2 separate regions of the Mus musculus genome follow, and region 2 is linked to region 1. The links are chromatin contacts, called in public Hi-C maps. All regions are on one chromosome and are shown on one strand. The core of a region is the stretch at or near the end of the contact, and the rest is flanking DNA. Distances in the headings are between cores, read along the strand shown.

What was found. Hi-C and Micro-C count contacts between places; a contact is called where the count stands out from the background.
Region 2: a contact with region 1 is called in a Hi-C map of the G1E-ER4 cell line, with 2.9 times the contacts expected there. The contact joins two enhancer-like sites. A contact is called at or near these places in 2 of 484 Hi-C or Micro-C datasets (the G1E-ER4 cell line and embryonic fibroblasts), 4 of 115 datasets of contacts at active chromatin or transcription factors (differentiating embryonic stem cells, embryonic stem cells, extraembryonic endoderm stem cells and 1 more) and 1 of 9 other capture datasets (embryonic stem cells).

What each region holds. Positions count from the first base shown.
Region 1 is chr16:33,816,493-33,822,639 of GRCm38.p6, reverse strand. Muc13 (mucin 13, epithelial transmembrane) reads right to left here. Exons shown (of 12, transcript NM_001382834.1): 12 at 2,711-3,765. Among named protein-coding and RNA genes, the nearest start is that of Itgb5, 10 kb to the left of the region's middle. Within about 2 kb of position 1,664, at least 6 of the 459 cell types and tissues checked have an H3K27ac peak or open chromatin away from gene starts, as enhancers often do. A contact at or near this core is called in the G1E-ER4 cell line, where this site is marked.
Region 2 is chr16:34,054,440-34,060,484 of GRCm38.p6, reverse strand. Kalrn (kalirin, RhoGEF kinase) reads left to right here. Exons shown (of 60, transcript NM_177357.3): 35 at 5,370-5,653. Among named protein-coding and RNA genes, the nearest start is that of Gm41448, 63 kb to the left of the region's middle. Within about 2 kb of position 2,059, at least 17 of the 459 cell types and tissues checked have an H3K27ac peak or open chromatin away from gene starts, as enhancers often do. A contact at or near this core is called in the G1E-ER4 cell line, where this site is marked.

The DNA.
Region 1 (6,147 bases), core at 415-2,914:
TGCTCGCTTAGCATTAGTGACAATGCTGCCTAGTTCCTAACTACCCCGAGAAGCTAAGGAGGTTACACAACAGGAGCCGCTAAGATGTGTCCCTGGATCCTGGGAAGTGCCCTCTAATAGGCCGGCTGTTGCGGCTGCTTTTCATCTAGAAGCAACAGAGCTTTCTGGAACTGGCCAGGGCTGTGACTATGAGCTCAGGAAAAAGGATTCCCAGGCCTGTAGAATGACAGTTTGCCTGGTTTGCCTGAGCCTCTGCCCCTGATTGGAAGAGAGTAGGTCCCAGCAGTGAGGTGGAGACGCTATATTTGCTCCAGGCTCCCCCGGGCTCCTCTCTAACCTTGCTTTCTGTGTTGAGGGTTGTCAGCTGAGGCCAAGTCAGATAACCTGGACAACACTGAAAAGCCCCAGCAGCCCTTGCTCACCTCATAAAAACTGATGAAAAGCCCCAGCAGCCCTTGCTCACCTCATAAAAACTGATGAAAGACAGAAACTTCGCACTGGGAGCCTTTTGTTTTCTTAACTGAAGGATTTTTCCATGTAAATAACTTTATGTCTCTTTTTAAATTACCACTAAATGAAATAGTTTTTATTTATTTATTTATTTATTTATTTATTTTGGTTTTTTGAGACAGGGTTTCTCTGTATAGCCCTGGCTGTCCTGGGACTCACTTTGTAGACCAGGCTGGCCTTGAACTCAGAAATCTGCCTGCCTCTGCCTCCCGAGTGCTGGGATTAAAGGTGTGCGCTACCACTGCCCAACAAACAAACTGTTTATTATCTACACGGTTGTACTCAGTACCACTGATGCGACAGTGACATTGCTCAGTACTGGGGATGTAGCCCCACAATGGAGTTAGAGCTTCGTGAAAATGGCTGACGCACCAGCTTCAACCCGTAGCACCAAGAACACTCAGTTATAGTAGAAGACCAATAAAGGAGACACTGAAGGCTCTCTAATGCCCAAGTAAAAAGGATGCAAATATTTCAACAGAATCCAGCCAAGCCAGGCACTCTAGTTGTAGTCTAGGTACACGCCTGACATCCCAACAACTAGAGTTAGAGGTAGGACTTATCTATCACAGGTTCAAGACCAGCCTGAACATGCATGGAAAGTGGCAGGATACCACAGTTGATATAGTAAGACCCTGGCTAAAAACAAGAATAAAAACACAACAACTACAAAGTGGGTTGGGGCCGCAGCTCAGTTGTGCAGTGTTTGTTTAGCATGTGAAGGCCTGAGTTTGATCCCCACAACTGCGTTCATTCTGACTAAGGGCCCAAACACGGCTCAATGGGCAGAAGTACTTGCCTGGAAAGTCTGAAAATTATGAGTTTAATACCTTAAGTTCACAGTGGAAAGAGACAACTGAGTCCCCAAACAAGTGCTCTGACCTTCACATGCATGCTGGGGTACTGGAGCATGCGCTCACATGCATGCGCGTGCGCAATCTTCCCCTCTCCCCTGCCCCCTATCCCGCTTAAAAAATAAAGTCAATGATTATACTTGGCTGTGATGTTCCCAAGTAAGACCCTGTTCTCAAACAAACAACAAGCAAAAAAAAAAAAAAAAAAAGCAAGAAAGCAAGCAAGGAAGTCAGCAGTCAGAAAGAAGCCTCTATGAAAGAATAGCGCTAGTCGCACTTTCCCGCAAATTATAGGAGACAGCGCCATCTACTGACCATGAAATTTGCTGGCCTGTGGCAATAAGCTAGAACGGAGGGAAGCTGTACCTCACCAGAGTGCTTAGGGTAGAAGGTGTGGTTAGGAAAACCCCGCCAGAGGGAGGAATGGTTTCCTGATCTATTCAGATAATTTTTTTTTTTCTTGAATGTGCTGGTATCTGAACGTCTGGGTCCCATCTACGTTAATCCGCTTTCCATCGCCAAAACAAACACTCTCAACAAGCTAAAATTGCACAGTTTACCAATATAGGTGCTCAGAATAAGTCAGCCTCCACTGGGATGGCCTGGCCAATCCCTGGATCCAAGACTGGGATCCCTCGGCCTGGACACTTGTCATGGAGTTGTGTTTGAGGGATAGAAGCCAACATGGTCTACGACATGTTAAAATGTTGTCTTGGGTGATGGAAAATCCCTGGTGAAGGTAGCAAATGTCGGGCAGGTCACTCCAGGGTGTCAAGTCACATTTTCTGTTTAAAATGAGACTCAAGGGGGAGCCAGGGAGATGGCTCAGCAGTGAAGAGTACTTACTGCTCCTGCAGTTCGGCAGTAGGCAATATGTACTGAGCACCTGAGCTCTCAGCATCCGAATCAGAATCAGGCAGCTCACATCTGCCTTGACTCCAGCTCTCGGGGGTCTGATGCCTCTGACCCTCAAAGCCAACTACATCTGCACATATAAAATAAAAAAAAAAATAAAACATCTACACCTACTTTAAAATTAAAAGAAAAAATCTTTAAACATGAAATGAGACTTGTGCTAGGAACTAGGACTGGCTTGTTTTCGAGGGTGCTTGCCTGGCATGCATGAAGCCCTGATATACCCAGTATCATCCCTACCAACCACATACACCAGGCATGGTGGCACACACCTGTAAACCCCACACTAGCGATGCAGAGACAGCTCTGGTGAGGCAGAGGTAGGAAGAACAGAAATTTCAGGTCATCTCCTGCTGTGTAAAATGTTCGAAGCCAGCCTGGGATATGTGAGACTCACTACTGCGAGCCTCCCAACACAAGAAAGGACACTATCCACCAAATATATTTTATTAAAGCATTGCCTTCCACAATGAACAATTAAGAACAAATAATAACAAAAATACCTTTCGAGAGGACCAGACGTCAGACAGACACGAGGGCACAATTAACATTTAAAAAGACAGATGATGGATGTATTTATATTTATCGTGTGTGTGTGTGTGTGTGTGTGTGTGTGTGTGTGTGTGTGTGGCCACTGCTAAGCCTCCATCATGGAGCAGAGGTTCAGTGAAGCATCATTGAGTGGACACCAGGCTCCTCTGTCAGAGTTCCAGATAGAAGGCCTGTGCTGTCACAGGGGCTTCACACTGACTGCTGCTTTTGTGGCTTTCCCAGGATCTATGTCTTGGGGATGGCAGCACCGGAGAGTACCCATTTGCTGCCTGAGGAGGGACATCATCAAGGGAGAAGACGCCACCTGCTACCTTCTCCCTCCCTCAGCCTTCCGGCATAGCTTCCTTGGCCTCTCTCTACCTCCTATGCTCCTGTTTCTCCTCCCTGCTTTCCTACCAACTAACATCTCAAAGACTTGAATGTCCCCACAGAGGACAGAGCCAGTCCAAGCCTTCTTATTGTCATTTGCCTGGGTCCCCAAAGTCCTCCTGAGAAAGCTGGGACATGCTTCCATCTCTTGCCTGTCCTCTTGGGGTGAGGCCCTATCACAAGCAGCTAGCTGTTCAAGAGTGGCCAGAGTCCAGAGCTCAGGAGTGGCACTGCTCAGGGATGAGTTATGAGGGTGCTCCCTCTAAGATTGGAAACGCTAAGAGTTGACCCACCAGGAAAGAAAAGCCCCACACCAATTGCCATAGCATTCTGTACTAACTGGAGAAAATCAACTCTTACAAAGGCTCATAGGGTCTATGCGCATTTAATTTGATAGGTGTGTCTTCGGCAAGCTTCGGTCTTCACACAGGTCCACACCCAGAGGGGTTGGCAAACCACGCAGAGGAATGCTGGAGGTCAAACTTTGTCTCTGCCCATTTCTCCTTGTCCTTAAGACCGTAGCTTGGGTGGGCTGGGCTAGGGAGGGTTCCAAATTCTTATCATTCTATACAGGAGGAGAGAGAGAGGCAAGGCTTAGAAAAGATTTCTAGACAGCAACAGGAGAAAACTGATATTTGTCAATTATTTTAATATATCTTTTGTCTTCAGCTTTTTCCCTATGCTCCCTTGTGTCTTTGGGGTGTCTGTCTGTCTGTCTGGTTTGAGACAGGATCTTTATAGCCTAACCTGATGCTGTGTTTTGAATGAAGATGGCTCCCATAGATTTACATGATTGAATAATTGGTCCTCTTTGGTGGGACTGTTTGGGAAGGATTGGGGGTGTGGCTCTGATGGAGGAGGCATGTCACTGGAGGCGGCTTTGGGGTTTCAAAAGCCCACACCATTCCCAGTTAACTCCCTCTGCCTCCAACTTTCAGATAAGGATGTGAGCTCTCAGCTACTGCTCCAGTGTCCAGCTTGCCTGACTGCTGCCATTCTCCCCACCATGATGGCCATGCACTTACCCCCGACAATGTAAGTCTCACTAAACTCTTTCTTCTACAGGTAGTAGTCTTGGTCATGGTGTCTTACCACAGAGGAACTAAGACACCAGGCTTCAGATGTGTGGTCCTCTTGCTTCAGCCTCCCCAGATGCTGCCTGGGTTTTGCTTCTGTTGGTATTTCCAATCTTTTGTGTTTTGCTTTGTTTTTATGTGCCAGCTTCTCAATATGTAGCTTCAGTCGGGCTAGCCTGGAAGTCACATGTAGCCCAGACTAGCCCGAAGCTTACATAGAGATCTACCTGTCTCTGTTTCCTGAGTGCTAGTATTAAAGGCATATGCCATTATGTCCAGCCTGTTCTCTTGTTTTGTTTTTTGTTCTTTTCAATATTCAAATTTCTTTTTTTTTAAGATTTATTTATTTATTATATGTAAGTACACTGTAGCTATCTTCAGACACTCCAGAAGAGGGCGTCAGATCTTGTTACAGATGGTTGTGAGCCACCATGTGGTTGCTGGGATTTGAACTTCAGACCTTCGGAAGAGCAGTCGGGTGCTCTTACCCACTGAGCCATCTCACCAGCCCAATATTCAAATTTCTAAAGCTATATCTCAAGACCCCTTTCTTCCTCTTTTATATTTGATTCTTTCATTGGTGTGTGTGTATGTGGTGTATGTGTGTATGTGTTCATGTATGTGTATGTGTACGTGCTTGTATGCAATATATGTGTGAAGGCCAAGCGTTTATGGAGTGCTGAGATCTGAACTCAGGTCCCCTTGCTTGCTCAACAGGATCTTCACTGACTGAGCCATCTTTTCAGTTCCCTTTACATTTTTTTTTCTTTTGAACAAATTGTCTCTGTTTTCTCTTCCCTTCCCACCTCGTCCCTGGCTCCTTTCTCCTCTTCCTTTTCTGTACCTCAGCCCTTTGTCAGTTGTCCCTTAGAGACACTTCTCACCGGCCCCAAATCCTCCCCTGGGAAACAAAATGTTTCCAGTCAAACTTGCTTTTCTCTTTTGAAAGATTGAAATAGACTGCTTTGTAGGACTGGTCTAAGGCACTATCATCTATCTATCTATCTATCTATCTATCTATCTATCTATCTATCTATCTACACACACATATAATGGGTAGACACATATACACATATAATGTATATGTGTGTATATATACAAATGTGTACTATATATATATATACATACATATATGTGTGTGTGTATATATATATAAATTTATTATATGTGTATGGGTGTTTTGCCTGCATATATGTCTGTGTACTATGTGTGTGCCTGTTGCCTGTGAAGGTCAGAAAAGGGCAGTGGATCCCATGAGGCTGGATTTATAGATGGTTGTGAGCTGCCATGTGGATGCTGGGGATCAAACCCAGTCCTCTGGAAGAGCAGCTGGTACTTTTAACTGCTGAGCCATCTCTCCAGCCCTGGCATAAATTTAGAAATAAACTGTTGCCTTGAGATGTCGGGGAAGAGGAGAGCTGTGTTTGTGCTTTTGTGCATTTGACATACAGGTTCCCACAGCTCCACGCTGCCCTCACTGTCATTTCCACACCTGACTTAGACCCCAGTTCTTTATTTACACACTGGTGCTGCCATCCCAAGCATGTAGGTCAGAGTCACGAAAGTGGATATTTAGTTTAATTTTATTTTTGTTTTATTTTTGGTATTATAAACTGTAGGGCCTCACAGTGTTACTGCGCCTCTCTTTATTCATAATATACCTCCCTTAATTACTATTTTAGTAATGTAAAGTGTATTTTGTTCTTAATTGTTCTCCTCATCTATTATCTCCCCCCACCATCAAATCATTTTCTTTCCTTTTGAGACAGCATTTCACTGAGTCCTCCCGGCTGGCTGTGAATTCCTTCTGTAGCTCAGGAGGGCCCTGAACTTGCTACCTTCTTGTATCTTGAGTAGCTCTCACGATTGGT
Region 2 (6,045 bases), core at 810-3,309, 240 kb before region 1:
ATGGAAGAAGAGTGTGAGATTGTAAAGATAAGTGGCCGCCTTCAGCTATATCTGAAACCTTTCATTCTTAAAAGACAGATGAAGCAAATATGACAAAATATGTACATTTTGATAATTAAATAGCTGTTTTTTCCCCTGTATTTTTCTTTATTTAAAAATATTTTTCCAGGGTGGTGGTGGTGGTGTGGTGGTGGTGGCGCACACCTTTAATCCCAGCACTAGGGAGGCAGAGGCAGGTGTATCTCTGTGAGTTCGAGGCCAGCCTGGTCTATACAGTGACTTCTAGGACAGCCAGGGCTACAAAGAGAAACCCTGTCTTAGAAAAACCAAAGATACAAGGCAATTTCATAGTAAAAATTTGCCTAAGGAAATTCACTGTTATTTTTAATCCTGTAAACAAATTGCAGATAAGGGACTCTCATCTACTTACGGTATCCACAGCTCCCACACACTTGAAACCGGTCCTCAGGGCAATTCCTAACCTCAGAGTCAAGAGCATGTGTTGATCCAACGGCCTCAGTGGTCGAGGGGATGCTAGGTCTGGTCCTAGTTTCATTACTAGTTTGTGACTGTGGCTCTGTTGCTTAACCTGCACAATTATTGGGTAAATTTGAAGATGGTTTTCAACACGGAAACTTTATCATTTATACAACAGATGGGTAAGTTTATATTAAGATGTTGAAGAGACTAGCAACCGGATAGTCCCTTATACCATAATCACAGAGGATCGGTAATCCACGGGCTGAACCGATAGAGAGAAATAAGGCTAAGGTGTGTGCTATAAAGCCTGGCCTGGATTTGGGGTTTGACTCTGCCACTGACCTTGGTTTGCTGAAACCCTCTCATTTCTCTATTTCCTAACACGGGAACCGTAATTCGTGTAACCTGCCTCAACTACGACGACTGGGGTGAGAGACAGGGTTATTGTAGTTGACGTGAACTAGTCACGGAACTGTCCTATTACCGGGAACACATTTCACTAATGTAGCCATTTTACAGAGATGGTGTGGGCATAGTAATCCCGAAGAGGCAGCTGTTTCTTGTCCAAGTAATTCCACATTTTTTTTTACAGCTAGGCATTTTAAGTGATTTAGGCCAGGCAGGTAGTACAGGCAGGCCTTTAATGCCAGGGCTCAAGAGGCAGAGGCTGGTAAATCTTGATGAGTTTGAGGCCAGCCTGGCCTACAGAACAAGTTCTGAGCCAGGCAAGGCTACGTGGTAAGACCCTGTGTCCCCCTACCTCTTTTCCTGTCTTATGCTAGGACACCGGCTACATGATGAATCTTATACTGCTTCTGACTTGGTGGTGCTTAGCCACCGTTCAATGACTCCAGCTGTTTGCCTAAAGCAAACTTGAAACAGCATTGAGAATATTCTGGAGATCTCATTTTCCACTCGTGTATTTTTGCCATCACTTTATACAGAAAGCATAAGAAGCAGATATCAGTAGTAGCCAGGAAAGAGGAATGGCCATTCCTAACATGCATCTGGGAATGTCCAAGCCAGGCCATGGTTTACCCTGGAACATCAACTTGCTTTGCTTGGTAACCGAGGCACAGTTAATGCGGCTAAGACTGCTGCTTTGCTGACACAGCATCTGCTATAAACCTGGGTTTCGAAAACTTGGAGTCAGTTGCATCCCTGGGGCCTAGTGAATTTGGAGAGCCTGCTGCTTATCTTCAGGGAGGCCCTGTTTCTATCAGCTACTGCAGATGCTTATCACCCATACCAAACCCTTGAGAAATAATGTCAACACAGAAGACCACAGCCAGAGAGGAATTTTCTGAGATAAGATTACACCTTTGTCCTTAAAGACATGCCAGTGAATCCCCAGATGTTCCCTGAGCAGAGCAGCCTTGTAGGTTCTCCTCTTACCAGGGAATTTTAGGAGCTCTGTGTTTGTGCTTCCAAACACAGATACTCTGCTGTTGCTTTCCAAAGTATGCACAAGGCCCTAACAGCCCCCGGGGAAGTGCCCCAGCAGGGCCAAGGCCCAGCGAGCCCCAACAAGGAGCTTAGGGTTATCAGCCCCAGGGAGATCCTGGAGACAGCTCTCTCTTGGCAAATACATTTGTTAATTTTATTTCAGGATTATCTTTTCTGCTCTGAGGGTTTCCAAGGCTAGGGGAGATCTCTTGTCCAAGTCCAGGGCAGAATCACACAGGAAACTGTGATTCAGTCTCCGAGTAGGTACGAAAAGCCACCAGAACACCTTCTAGGTACCCAGCCGTTTACTTGGTTTAAATATCAGTTTGCAAACCAGGGCTGGGGTGGAGATCAGCTACCTCAGGACTGTGGTAGTAATGAGCATTCATGACACCCTCACCTTTAATTTGTCTTCTGAACACTAACAGTATCATTCTCTCTAGCCCGGGCACAGCTATCTGGATCTTAAGTCCAATCCCTTTTCCCCAAGATAGTTATATAGAGCTGCCAGATTAATTTGAAAAACAACAAAAAATAAAACAAAACAAGCAAACAAAAAACCTACCCCTTTTCTGTTGTGTCATTTCCCACCAGAATCTCAAAGTTCACAGTCCAGCCTATTGTCCAATATTTTCCCAAATGTTCCCTTCCTCCAGGTTTCTACCCCACTGATCTTACTCCCTGGAAAGGACCCACTTTGAACTGGATAACTTCCCTTCCAGTCCCCTGACTCTGCGATTGGTCTTGTTATCCTTCTCTTTGGGAGCAGACCTCCCCCAAACATCTCTGTCCTTAAACTTTTCCAGGCTAGTCTCTCCTACACAGTTATGACCCTTCTCTGAACTGGGCTCACTTATCAGGAGAGTCTGTTCTTACCAGCCTGCTGGCAATTAATCACACATGGCTTTGTGAGAAAATCTTTATCTCCTTTGCTCTGCTTGCTGTTCTGTTCTGTTCTTTTCTCTCCCTCCCGGCTTCTCTCTGCTGTCGTGCATGTGGAAGCGTGCGTAGCTAGACAAGAGATCAATGAAAATGGAGCCTGGATCTTATATTTTTAGAATTCACTCTCCACTACACTCTCTGTGATGTTGTTACTGGTTAGTGACTCTTGCTTGGCACTTGACTTGGGTGCCAGGATGCTGGTGTTGCTGTGCAACTTTCAGAAGTCTGAGGACCCTAGTTCTCTCAGCATGGGTGGAACCAAAAAACATCATCACTGAGCAGCTGGGGCTAGAACACCTGAAACGGACTTTAAAATCTTGTGTTTGGCTTAGTCAGGTTTTCTAGAGGCTCAACTCTGTAGATGTACTGCCGGTCTCCTCAAAGAGTAGCAAGTCTTCAAGTGTCAAATAAGGATTGTCGGCCATGTTTCTCCTGTGCTGTGCCCTCTCTAGCTCTCCCACTTCAATAGTGTGGTTCCTTGGGTTTGCTTTGCCTGTAGTCAGTGGGAACTCAAGCACTGGGCATGACCAGGTATGAAGGGCACTGAGTATGAACAGGTGTGAAGGGCACTGGGCATGAACAGGTGTGAAGGGCCAGTAGATGGTTAATTGCTCAAGTCTGGCTGAATGACCAACAGATCTCACCCTGTCCCTGGGAGCTGTGTGTCCTTGGGCAAACTGATTGATGTCTCTAAATGGGCAGTTTCCTCTTCTGTAAAATGAAGATAATAAGACAACCCTCCACCCCTTGAGCCCAGTTGTGTTGTCAGAGAATGAAACAAGATGGTCCTGTAAAATACTTAGGCTATTGTAAGCTCATTAAAGCATTGAGATAGTCCACAAATGCAACTTACAGACAATATGCTGATTTCTCCTATTTGAAAGAACAAAGCAAACTCTCTTGATCTCCAATCATTGTCCCTTTAAAACAAAACCGAAGTCCTCCCTTCCTCTCTCCGCCCTGTGTAACGAGCATGCCCCCTCCAGCACACCACAGCTGCTTTTCTGCAAAGTCACCGGCGACCGACGGCTGTGTAACTAAGTTTAAGGTTTCTTTGGTGAGAACTCTTGACCTGTCAAGGAGCATCCGACACAGCTGATCATGTCTTTCCTCCGTGCAGCCTCCTGGCCAGCTCCTGCTCTCATCTCTCCCTGCCTTTCTGACATTTTCTTCGCTTTCTCATCCTCCTGCCTCTTGCTGAGTCTCCAGACTTCTCTGTTCCCCACATCCATGCCTCTTGGTGTTTTCATTCACGGCATCCAGCGCCCTCTCTTCCCTGTAGCCCTCAGTCACCGGCAGCTTACCAGCACTCCCCCCCCACGCCCCCACCCCCAGCTCCAGCTCCAGGCTTGAAGTCTAGTGGCTCCTCAGCCTGTCTGCTAGTATCTATCTATGAGCATCTCGAAGATGCCTGCAACTGGCCTCCCTTCCATCTACCCTCAGAGTCACACTTCCATACTCTGCCTGCCTCGGGAACTTTATCCTTTGTCCTGCTGTCAAAACATATCCAGAGTCTGATCCCTTCTGGTGGCCACCAGAATCACTCAGTTGAAAGGAATATGGTGGTCTCCTAGGCAGTCTGTTGCCACTGACCTCAATTGCAAGTAAGAATGGCATTTTAGTATTATGATAGATGATATCCATCTTCTGGGAATTTTCCATGTAGGTAAAAACAAAGGTATCATACTATTGGCTACCCAGTCCGGGTGGTCCAGTCCCTTTTGCTTTCACTGACCCCCACTCTGTTCCCCTTGCTCACTGCTCTGATGCCACCCAGCATACCCCACACACTACCTTGGGACAGCTATACTTTTTCATCTTCTACTTGCCTGCCTTGGCCTTTGTTAAATGGCTGCATGGCTTGTCTCTCGCCGCTGTTAGGAACATGCTCAGACATCGATTGAGTCATGATCTAACCTCAATTACTCAATTACTGTTAATTTGTACCCTCTACTGCCCACTGCATTTCTCATCATCGCTGACACTGTCACCACCACTGTCACCATCACCATCATCATTAGTTTCTTTTCAAGACAGGGTTTCTCTCTATAGCCCTGGCTATCCCAACACTCGCTCTGTAGACCAGGCTGGCCTCCAATTCTTAGAGATCCGCCTGCCTCTGCCTCCTGAGTGCTGGGATTAAAGGCATGTGCCACCACTGCCCAGTCCAACCTTATTTTTTAATATAGTTGTTCTCATTATCTATGATACCTTACCTTACCTATTTCGTTGTTATGGTATATTATTATATTTTCCATCAGAATATAACCTCCATGGAAGCAGGAGCCTTTGTCTCCTGTGAGTTTCTATAAAACCTGGAATGGTATCTCACATGTGAACATTCGAATCAGTGTCAACTGTTACTGCTTTCTCTTGCCTGGGTCCACAGCTGGCCTTGACGTCTCTTTTGCTCCCTGAGGGTGAAACTGTCTTACTCAGCAGTTCAAAAGCCTGCTTTAACAGGTTCTGACGTGATGTCTCTGTCTGTCCTTCCTCCTCAGATTCATACTCTCATTCCTCCAGTGAGAATGGAGGCAAATCCGAGTCCGTGGCCCACCTGCAGTCTCAGCCCTCCCTGAACTCCATCCACAGTTCCCCTGGTCCCAAGCGCTCCACCAACACCCTCAAAAAGTGGCTGACCAGCCCCGTGCGCCGCCTCAACAGCGGAAAAGCCGACGGGAACATCAAAAAGCAGAAGAAAGTCCGGGATGGGCGGAAGAGCTTCGATCTGGGATCGCCCAAGCCTGGGGATGAGACGACACCTCAGGGAGACAGCGCTGACGAGGTACTCACCAGGGCCACAAGAGACCCCAACTTGTTTCCCTCCCAGCCATGTAATAAACAGCTCTACCCTCTCTAGTACTATGTCATCTTGAACTTCCCATTCCTGAGTCTTGACTACCTTGATTTATGACCCATTCACAGACCGATAAGTGCTATGACCATCAAGTAGATTTGCCAGATTCAGAGATCAGAATCTCTGGCCAGTCAATCCCCTGCCTCTACTGAGGATGACATTAAAACTGGCCAGACACAGAGTAAGAATGCAAGGCCGGAGACTGTCACTCTGGAAACTAGAGGCTGAGTGCAACCAAGGGTTTTGAGCAGTGTCACCTTAAAGCGTGCTGTGAATGGCAGTGGTAGTGGCCTCCTTTAGTCCCAGAACTCGGGAGGCAG